2 separate regions of the Ovis aries genome follow, and region 1 is linked to region 2. Evidence: chromatin contacts called from public Hi-C data. All regions are on one chromosome and are shown on one strand. Each heading gives the region's core, a stretch centred on a gene start, on an enhancer-like site or on the middle of the called end of the contact. The rest is flanking DNA. Distances are from core to core; before and after follow the strand shown.

What was found. A called contact is a pair of places that touch in the nucleus more often than the background predicts.
Region 1: a contact with region 2 is called in a Hi-C map of hypothalamus, with 2.0 times the contacts expected there. The contact joins the promoter of KLF3 here to the enhancer-like site in region 2. A contact is called at or near these places in 2 of 16 Hi-C or Micro-C datasets (hypothalamus and retroperitoneal adipose tissue).

What each region holds. Positions count from the first base shown.
Region 1 is chr6:58,643,457-58,648,097 of ARS-UI_Ramb_v3.0, reverse strand. KLF3 (KLF transcription factor 3) reads right to left here and starts at 1,282. Exons shown (of 6, transcript XM_015096439.3): 1 at 1,001-1,282. LOC121819827 (a long non-coding RNA gene) reads left to right here and starts at 3. Exons shown (of 2, transcript XR_006060146.2): 1 at 3-99; 2 at 225-966.
Region 2 is chr6:58,487,768-58,492,544 of ARS-UI_Ramb_v3.0, reverse strand. No RefSeq gene overlaps it. Among named protein-coding and RNA genes, the nearest start is that of TRNAI-AAU, 120 kb to the left of the region's middle. Within about 2 kb of position 3,339, at least 15 of the 54 cell types and tissues checked have an H3K27ac peak or open chromatin away from gene starts, as enhancers often do. A contact at or near this core is called in hypothalamus, where this site is marked.

The DNA of each region.
Region 1 (4,641 bases), core at 33-2,532, 160 kb before region 2:
TAGTTTTATATACTGCTGTAAAAGTGGAATACTGTTCTCGCTTTTATCTGCCAGAGAAGTAGCTATGACAATTCCAGGTATTGTCTGCTATCTCCAAAGGTAGGTCCCAAGCGTCCAGGTCCAGAGATCCCTCCCTCGGCCCCCACCCGGCTCGGGGCCCTAACACTGCAGGCAGTCGCCTAAGGCGTTCTTCGCCTCCAGCCACGCTGCAATCCTTCCTCCAGACACTGCGGCAGGTTCTCTCCTTGCACCCGAGGACGACTCTCCAAACCCGGCCAGCTCTTTCCCCTGCCCTCAGGGATCCAGACGCCCTGGCCAGCTCCTGGACTCCAGGACCGAGAATGGGATGCTCCCTCCACTCCCGATCGCCCCAAGTTTCTTCCCAGAGGGCCCGCCAGGCTGCTCCAAGTTTGCTCCGGCGACGGGTGAGCGGCAGCGCGCCCGGTCCGAGAAGGGGGGCGGCAGGGGGCGCAGGCGGGGGGCGGGGAGAGGGAGGGTGCGGGAGGTGGGGGACGAGGAGGGGGAGGAGCAGGAGCGCGCGGCCTCGGCGCTACCTTTCTCCAAACAACGTTGCCACACGCGGAGAACACTAAGATTTCTGGGGCTTTGGAGGGAATCGCGAGCGGGCAGGCGGGAGGCGGTCGGGGGACCACACAGGTGAGCCCCCGCCCGCGCCCTATCCCGGGCCGCGGCGGGCGCCGCTGGCCTTGCTCGTCGCTCCCGCAGATCTGCACGGCGGTTCTCCCCAATCCTACACTTTCCACCGCGGAACCCGGGGGCCCCCTCCCCCTCGCCTCCTCTTCCACCCCCGCCCCCGGCTGCGCGGAGCTGTTGCACTTTCCCAAGCCCGGGGGCGCCCCCACCTCCGCGCTGCACCCCCAGCCCATTCACCGCACGTCGCCCCCCTACCCGGGAAAAAAAAAAAAGGAAACTGGACTAGCCGAAAAGGGGGGCAGCGGGAGTCGGGGCGAGAAGGAAAGGTGAGCGAGAGGGGACTTACTTTTCGAGGCGCGGTGCTGAGCGCTGCAGGCGAGAAATAAAGGCCCGGATCCGGGCTGCCTGGAACCCCGCGGATGCAGAGGTGTCAGCGCTCCAGTACGGGCGGCGGCCGCAGGGGACAGGGACGGGGACAGGCGCGCGTGCGGCGGGCGCGGCTCGGCTCGGCGGGCGCTCGCGCTGCGCTCCGGCTAGGGCCCGGGCTCCGCGCGGCTCCGCTCCTGGCTCCCCTCTGGCTCCTGGCACCAACTCCGGGCAGTCACATGACGCCGGCGCCGCTCGCTCTGCGAGCCTCCCAGGGCTGGCGGGGTAAGTAGAGGCTGGGACCCGGGGTGGGAGGGTCAGGGAGGGGAGAGGGAGCCGCCGCGGCCGCCCGGGCTGGGCGGGTCCCCACCCACTTGGGTGGAGGCAGCCGCCGGAGGGGTCGGCCGAGTCACTCGCGCAAACACGCACCCCGCCCTGCGCCCTTCCCCCGCCACCCCCGCCTCCCGCGCCGCCTCCGCCCCGCCCCGCCCAGTCACCCGGGGAAGGCCTGACAGACACTCATTATTCCCCGGAGCCGGGCGCCGCCCCGCCGGCCCAACCTGTCCCGCGAGGCGCGGCGCGGCCGTGGGGCTGGGCGTGCGCGGCCCCCGCCCTCCGCCTCCCCCTCCCCCCCGGAGTCCCCGCCCGCGCCCCCTCCCGGCGCCCTCCGCCCTCGGCCCTGGAGCGCGCGGCCCAGCCCGGCCCGGCCCCGCCGCCGCGCCGCCGCCCGAGCCCGGGGGGAAGGAAGGGCGGCGCTGGCCGCTCCGGGCGTCACAGGGCAGCAGCCCGCTGCGCCGCTTCCAAGACACACAGCCGGGCTCGCGGGCGAGCCGAGGCGGGGGCCCTGAGGCGGTCGGGGCCATCAATCAGACGGCTCCGGCGGGAAGGGCGGCCCCGGGCGCGGTGGGAAGGGCTGGGCCCAGTGGCCAGAGCGGACAACTCTCTTAAAGAAAAACCAGAAAAAGACACCGCTGGTGTTGCAGCGGGTGGACCCGGGCAGATTCGGGAGAGACAGAGCGGCGAGAAAAGGGAGGGCAGTTGGGGTGACTGCAGCCCTAAAACGGTGCCGCGTCTCCAAGGTCATTCACCATCCTCCAGCGCGCTTTCTTTGTGCCCGGGGCGCCGGGTCCCCCTTGTCGTCCGCCCCGGGGGGGAGGTGCGGCCCGGCCGGTGGCGCCCCCGCCTCCCGGGGACTTTTCTTTGAGGGCCCGAATACCCCCGAGCAAACTTCCCACGGCCGGGCCTGCAGCTGGAGCGAAACGGCGACCGGGCGCAGAGGCGTTTGCTCAGCCGGGCTTGTCGAAAAACTTGGCAAACTTCAGATCCTCCTGCTTCGAGGGAGACCTTGGGGCGAGCCGAGGGCTAAGAGTGGCGACATTTCCTTACAAGTCGCCTCCCCAGGACCGAGGGCGAACGTTCTCGGGGGCCTTCCCAGGAGCCAGGCCCCCGGGAGGACTTTGCAGAGCTTGGTACCCAAGTTTAATGCTTTTTGAGTTTCTTTTTAAACAGTATTAATGTAATAAAGAATGCAATAAAAAAAGAACAAAAGACAAATTGGTTCAATTGTTTTAGTCCTGTGCACTGTTTAAAAACGCCCCTGCTGCAGTCTATGGCTTGTTATTGCTTCAAGATGTTTTAAAGGCCCTTTAAGTTCACCATTTTCACTTTGATGCTTCATCCAGGCATGGTACTACTTAAAACATAGAGATACCGTATATTCGGAACCCCAGCGTGTAACTACACAATATTATAAAATTAGTACCGGGAAACCTCAAGTAGTGAAATTGCTTATTGTAAAAAAAAAAAAATGCATATACATAAAAGACCACGTGGAAAATACCCAGAACTGACCCCAGTTCATGTGCCATCCTACTGTCCCATAAAATTAATCTTTAAAATGTAAAAGGATGAGGGTTTTTGTTTTGTTTTTCTTAGTGAATAAAGACATGTGCAAGGAAAAAAGTTGGATTTGTGTCAGTTACTAATCGCAACTTATTGATCATTGACATCATTAAAAGTCTGATCGGATGCCTTAGATTTGTATTAGCTGAAAAAACATTAGTGACGACTGATGAACTTGTTTTGCATTTCCATGCCTGGTTCATAGTTGAGACTCAAAAAACACAGGCTTCACTCAAGGGACAGAGAATGATGAAAACCTGAAGAGTGAAGTAGTCTATCTGAAAAAAAAGCGTTATTCAAGATTAAGTAGGGAGTGTCTTTGATGTGAAAGATGCAAGAGGGAAGAGAAAGTTGTAAAAAGGTTAATTAATGAACACACCATGCTCAGTGCCCTGTGGGAGACTGCTCAAACATAACTTGCACAAAAATGAATCCATCCAGTGACTGACACCACCATCTCTCCAGGTGCCCAAACCAGAGCTGCCTGAAGTCATCCTTAACTCCTCTCCTCCCTTGCTGGCCACAGCCCTGCGGTTCACTCAATCCCAGACCTCCTCAGTCCCCACCCACTCCTTGGCTACCACCCAGTCCAACCCATTCCCACAGTGTCTTGTTGGTCATCCTGTTTGCAGCGTGGCTGAACTTTTAAGTTAGGGATTGGAGCAAAGGATTAAGACTGCCTTTTTCTAAAAGGCAAACCTAAACATGTCAAACCCTTCAGTGGCTTCTCTGCTGATAAAATCTGAGTTTAGCCTCCATATTGACCTGGCCTCCACTTACTATTGTAAACTCATTTCTCCCTGTTCTCCCCTTCCACTCTTTTCTCCAACACTTTCCTTTCTTCCAGCTCACTCTCTCCACCTCTGGCCCTTTGCATATGCTCATTTTTTTCTAGATGGACTAGCCTCAGCTTCTCCCGGACTCCTTACCTCCACTCTCGTTTCTCTACATTTCTATTCATCCTCTAAATAAATATTAAATTTATTTAGTTATTTAGTTAAATTTATTATTTAATAGATAAATATTAAATGACATTTTCAATAGCATGTCTTTTCTTACTGCTATCCCTTTGGACAAGTGGAGGCGGCTCCTTAGTGCTCTGAGAGCACCCAGGCTTCACCTCTTGTTAACACTTTTTATTCTTTCTTGTAATTGACTATTTAACTCTTTACAGCACTGAACTAGAAACTCTGTGAGGGCATGGGCCGTGTCTTTTTAGCAAAATTGTATCCCAATGACTCAGATGCTCGATGAATATTTGTAAAATGAATAAATGTGAGGCATGAATTGAGAAGTCATTCAGGCTGAAAAGATGAGAGGAGGCTTCAGGGTGGCAAGTGGCCATGTACCTCGGAAATAGTAAGGGGGAGGGTAAGGGAAGTAGAGTGAGATGGTGCAAGTGGTGTCTAAGTCTTCTTTTTATTCCTAACACTAGCACAATGACTTACACAAGCTGAGGCGCTGGATGAACCCATAAATCCTAGGTAAATGAAATATCCTGTGCGTGGTCCTTACAGTAGCTACTTCACTGTTGCTCTTTGAGGACAGCAGGCCAGTTTGGTTTAGGTTTGGGGCAGCATGTGCTCAGGGAAGGATACCCCTCCCTAGCCACAGCATTCTTGCTCCCAGCCAATCATTGATGTCTTTTGGGGGAGTGACTGTTCGGAGAGTAGACATGTGACCTTGTTCTAGCCACCAGTGGGACCTGAAGGGAAGTGT
Region 2 (4,777 bases), core at 2,090-4,589:
CATCATTTTGCTTGCTTTTACACTTGAAATGAAGGGGATGGCTGTTCTTATGCTTTTTCAGTTTCCTTTTTAAAAATGTAATTCCATGTTTGGAGGTTAATGGATACTGATGCACGTTGTTCTGGTTTGCTGTGTACAACATCCTGTTAAACAAGTATACCATCAGATTTAGCCATCCTTCTGATGATGGATCTTGAGTTGTTCAGAAAGAGAAATTCTAAGGTGTTCTCTAGTTCTAATGTTCTAGGATTTGGCATAAAAATACAATTTTTTTCTGAAGAAGTTTTGTAGCAACATCTTGGGCTTTTCCCATTGTTCTCAGGTGTCCACTTTTTCCAGTGATATCTTGGGGGTGTGTGTGAGATCACCGGAAGCCTGATCTTAGACCAGTGAGGTCATCCAAATGGTTAGTAAGCACCAGAGAGGTTGCATCATGCAGTGATTAAAAGCACAGACTTGGGAACCAGTCAGACTTTGTTTTACACCCTAGCTTTGCCATCTGTGAACTGAATGGTTTGGGCAAATGATGTAACCTCTCTGAACCTGAATCTCCTCATCTGGAAAAAGGGGAAAACAACTTCTATTCCATATGGTTGTCATGAGGATTAAAAAAAGATAATGCATGTACAGCACTGGGCAGCATGCCTGCCACCTAGTAAGTGCTAGACAAAGTGATAGGCGATATTATATATAGATCTATAAGATAGATAGATCTGGATCTTTATATAGTGACAGAGAATACTCTGCCAAGACCTTAGCTCATGTTTACCATACTCTCCAAGGCATTTCCAGCTCAGCATGACGCCTAACACATAGTTTACACTTAATAAATATTTGCTAAAAAAAGAATGAGTTTCTTACAAAATTAAATGTAATTTTACTCTATGATCCGATCACATTACTTGGTATTTACTCAAAGAAATGGAAAGTCCATGTCTTCACAAACACCTACACATGGATGTTTGTAGGAGCTTTCTTTATACTCGCCAAAACTTGGAGGCAACCAAGATATCCTTCAACAGGGAGATGGATAAATTTGGTACAGTCAGACAATGGAATATTATTTAGTGCTAAAAAGAAGTTGGACCATAAAGAAAGCTGTGTGCAGAAGAATTGATGCTTTTGAACTGTGGTGTTGGAGAAGACTCTTGAGAGTCCCTTGGACTGCAAGGAGATCCAACCAGTCCGTCCTAAAGAAGATCAGTCCTGGGTATTCATTGGAAGGACTAATGTTGAAGCTGAAACTCCAATACTTTGGCCACCTGATGCGAAGAGCTGACTCATTTGAAAAGACCCTGATGCTGGGAAAGATTGAAGGCAGGAGGAGAAGGGGACGACAGAGGATGAGATGGTTGGATGGCATCACTGACTCGATGGACATGAGTTTGGGTAAACTCTGGGAGTTGGTGATGGACAGGGAGGCTGTGCTGTGGTTCATGGGCTCGCAAAGAGTCAGACAAGACTGATGACTAAACTGAACTGAAAAAGAAGTGAGCTACCAAGCTATGGCAAGAAAGGGAGGAAACTTCAATGCATATTCCTAGGTGAAAGAAGCCAACCTGAAAAGGCTACATATTGTATGATTTCCATTCTGGAAAAGGCAAAACTACAGAGACAGTAAAAGACCAAGGGGAGAGCTGGAGGGAGGACTAGGTGGAGCACAGAGGATTTTAGGGCAATAAAAATATTCTGTATGATATGATAATCGTAGGTTCAGATTATGCATTTGTCCAAACCCGCAGAGTGAATAACTCCAAGAGTGAAACCTAATGTAAACTATGGACTTAAAGTGCTGTGATGTGTTAATGTAGGTTCATCAGTTGTAACAAATGTACCACTCTGGCGGGGGATGTTGTTGGTGGGGGATGTTGTTAATTGGGGAGGCTGTGCACGTGGGTGGGCAGGGGGAATATGGGAAATCTCTTCCCCTCAATTTTGCTGTGAATCGTACACTACTTTAAAATACGGTTTAACTTAAAGATAGAATAACCAAGTATGTAAATATGTAAGTGACACTATAGGAAAGTGTATTTACCAGTAGGATGGAAGAAAGCGCAGCCTATGAAATGGCACAGAAGAGTCTCCCAGAGGTTCCTATTAGACTTTGAGTCAGAAAAGGGGAGAGAATTTTTTTCTGAAGATCAAATATTCTGTTGTATAAACCAGTCATTTCTTTCGGTCCCCCAAACAATCTTGCTTAAGCTCTAGGCAAAGAATAGCCGCAGCCTACAGCTCAGATATTACCTACAGTTTCCTATTTGTCACTGTCGCAATTCCTGGCCCTAATTGCTCCATCCTGTCTGATCAGAGTTCATTCTCGAGACAGCCTGACTTCTTAAGTGAATGTCCACGTTTACCCTGGAACAGCAGGCACTTCCTGGCAGGCTCCTTCCAGACAAGGAGCCTCTGTTCGCCTTGGGACTGGGGAGGAAACAGCCTCTGACTGTCCCAGCTGGTGAGTGAGGAGCCCCAGCCCTGAGACAGCAGACTTTACATACATATTTTTGAGCCGTGGATGGGAAGCAAACCAATGGGTTATGATGCCAGCCTTTTAAAAAAGTAGCACCCAGCAGTAGTGTTCACAGGCTAGCTTTTAGGACAACAGAAATGCCTATCTACCAGGAATTCCTTTTCAGTGGTAGAGAGTTTGCAAAGGTGCGTCCTCTCTGAATAAAGAGCTTCTGACAGGAGCTCATGCTGAAAAAATGGTGGAGTACGTTCATGGTTATCTGCTACTTTGGAGGCAGTGTTTATATACGGCTTCAGGCCTTTAAAAACACTGTATATAATTTTGAGACTAGTTTACTTGGCTTCTATTTAAAAAAAGAAAAAAGAAGAAGAGGAAGAAGATAACTCATGTTTCTGCCTGACTTTGGGGTTAGTAAATTGAATGTGGCGGGCTTGTGGTCTTTGGTCTGCTCAGCGAAATAGATTCAAATCCCCACTTTGAATCAGCTTTTGCCTGCCTTGGGGGTCAAACTGAGGCCTTTTGTTAGGGGGCATCCCAAGTAGGGGGAGGGCCAAGGAGGTGGAGGAATGACAAGTATTATAGGATTGTAGGTGGTATTGTCTCACAAGCAAGCTCCTACAACCAAACGCCTTTCTTCTTCGGTTGAGGGGAAGCTGGATGAAGCAGGAGAGTGAGCTCTGGGGGCTGGGGTGAAGGGAGGAGAGGTGAGAGGGGCAGTGTAGCCCCTGAGACCTGCCTACCCCTCCCTACTACAGCCCCACCCCCACCCCTCACCCCATCGCCTTTCTGCTGATCCAGAGAGGGACCACAGTGACACGCTTTGCCGGAACAGAGCGCTAACTGGCAGTGGCCTGCTTGAGCTGAGGCTATTTTCTAAGCCACTCACTAATCAGAAGTGACTGAGGCTCTGAAGAGAATACAGCCCAGCCTGGGTTCCACCCTCCATGCTAATGAAGAAGGCAGTGAGGTGGATAATTAAGGGCAGTGATGTGAATAATTCCACACTGATAATCCAGAGGTAATGAAATGCATTATGAGTTTTGGGGACAGCAGATTTCCTTTACCAGCCGAGGCTGTTTCATGATAAAATGAACTTGCTTTTTCTGAGCCCAGAGCAGCTGACTCTGGGAGGAGCCATCCTGGGATTCAGGATTCAGGCAGCCATTAAAAACGTTTAAGAAGCCTGCATAGCCATACAGGGAAACGTGTGTGATGAGCTTTTAAGTGAGAAAATGAAGAAGTGTGCAAAGTAAGTATTTTGGACAATCACAGCCAGGTACAAAACAAACAAAACTAATACCAAGCAAACCGTTACATGCAAAGAAGAAAGACTAAAAGGAAATACACCAGAATATTAACAATAGTTAATGTAAGTTAAGTAGTGGGACCGCAGAGATTGCTTTTATTCTTCTCTCTGTCAATTTTCTCTTAATTTTACATTAAGTTAAATTATTTCCTTAATGAAAAAAAAGAATGTACTAAAAAAAAAAAAAAAAAAAAAAAGGCCTGGCAGAATTCTTCCCCAGAATCGACACTGGAGAAGCAACTCTGATGCAAATTTTCTGACTAACGCGGATGGGTGTCCAGGCTAGAATTCACTGCACAAGCTGTTCCAGGTCCCGGCAACCCTCTTCTGGATGAGAACATTTCTTCTGTCAAATTCAGACTGTATATGAATCTCGCTGGCCCTGCTTCTCTGAGAATTGAAGAGATGTTTTCAGTGGCACTGACTCTTTGGCTACACAGTCTTGGTGTAACCAATTCCTACCATACTTAGTGGAACCTTCTCCTGCTGCTGCTGCTGCTGCTAAGTCACTTCAGTCGTGTCCGACTCTGTGCGACCCCATAGACGGCAGCCCCGTCCCTGGGATTCTCCAGGCAAGAATTATGTTTCTTTCCCCAGTTTTCTGGTTTACAGACTCTTTTGGAAAATAACACTATCATATTAAATGTATTTCTTATTTCACAAAGTCATGGGACCGTGGGTCTTATAGTAGGTATCCAGGAGATGACTTGTTATTCTTCACTCTTACTAATAAGACAGATGTGGGAGAGCTGGTAGCAAATTCTTTGTTTCATTAAGGTTTTTAATTAACAAAGAGGCTCTGACAGCCAAAATAAAAGCCATACTTCCTTCTACAAATGTTTGGGTGTTAAAACAAAATCCTCAGGGACCCTCTGAATGCTCATTCTTACAACGTTGCTTTTGGCACTCGATCTGCCAGATGTTTATGCTGCTGTTGGCCAGGACCTTCTTCAGGGTGGGGTGGATGCATTGCTGGAGAGTTAAGGTCCCACAGTCTGATG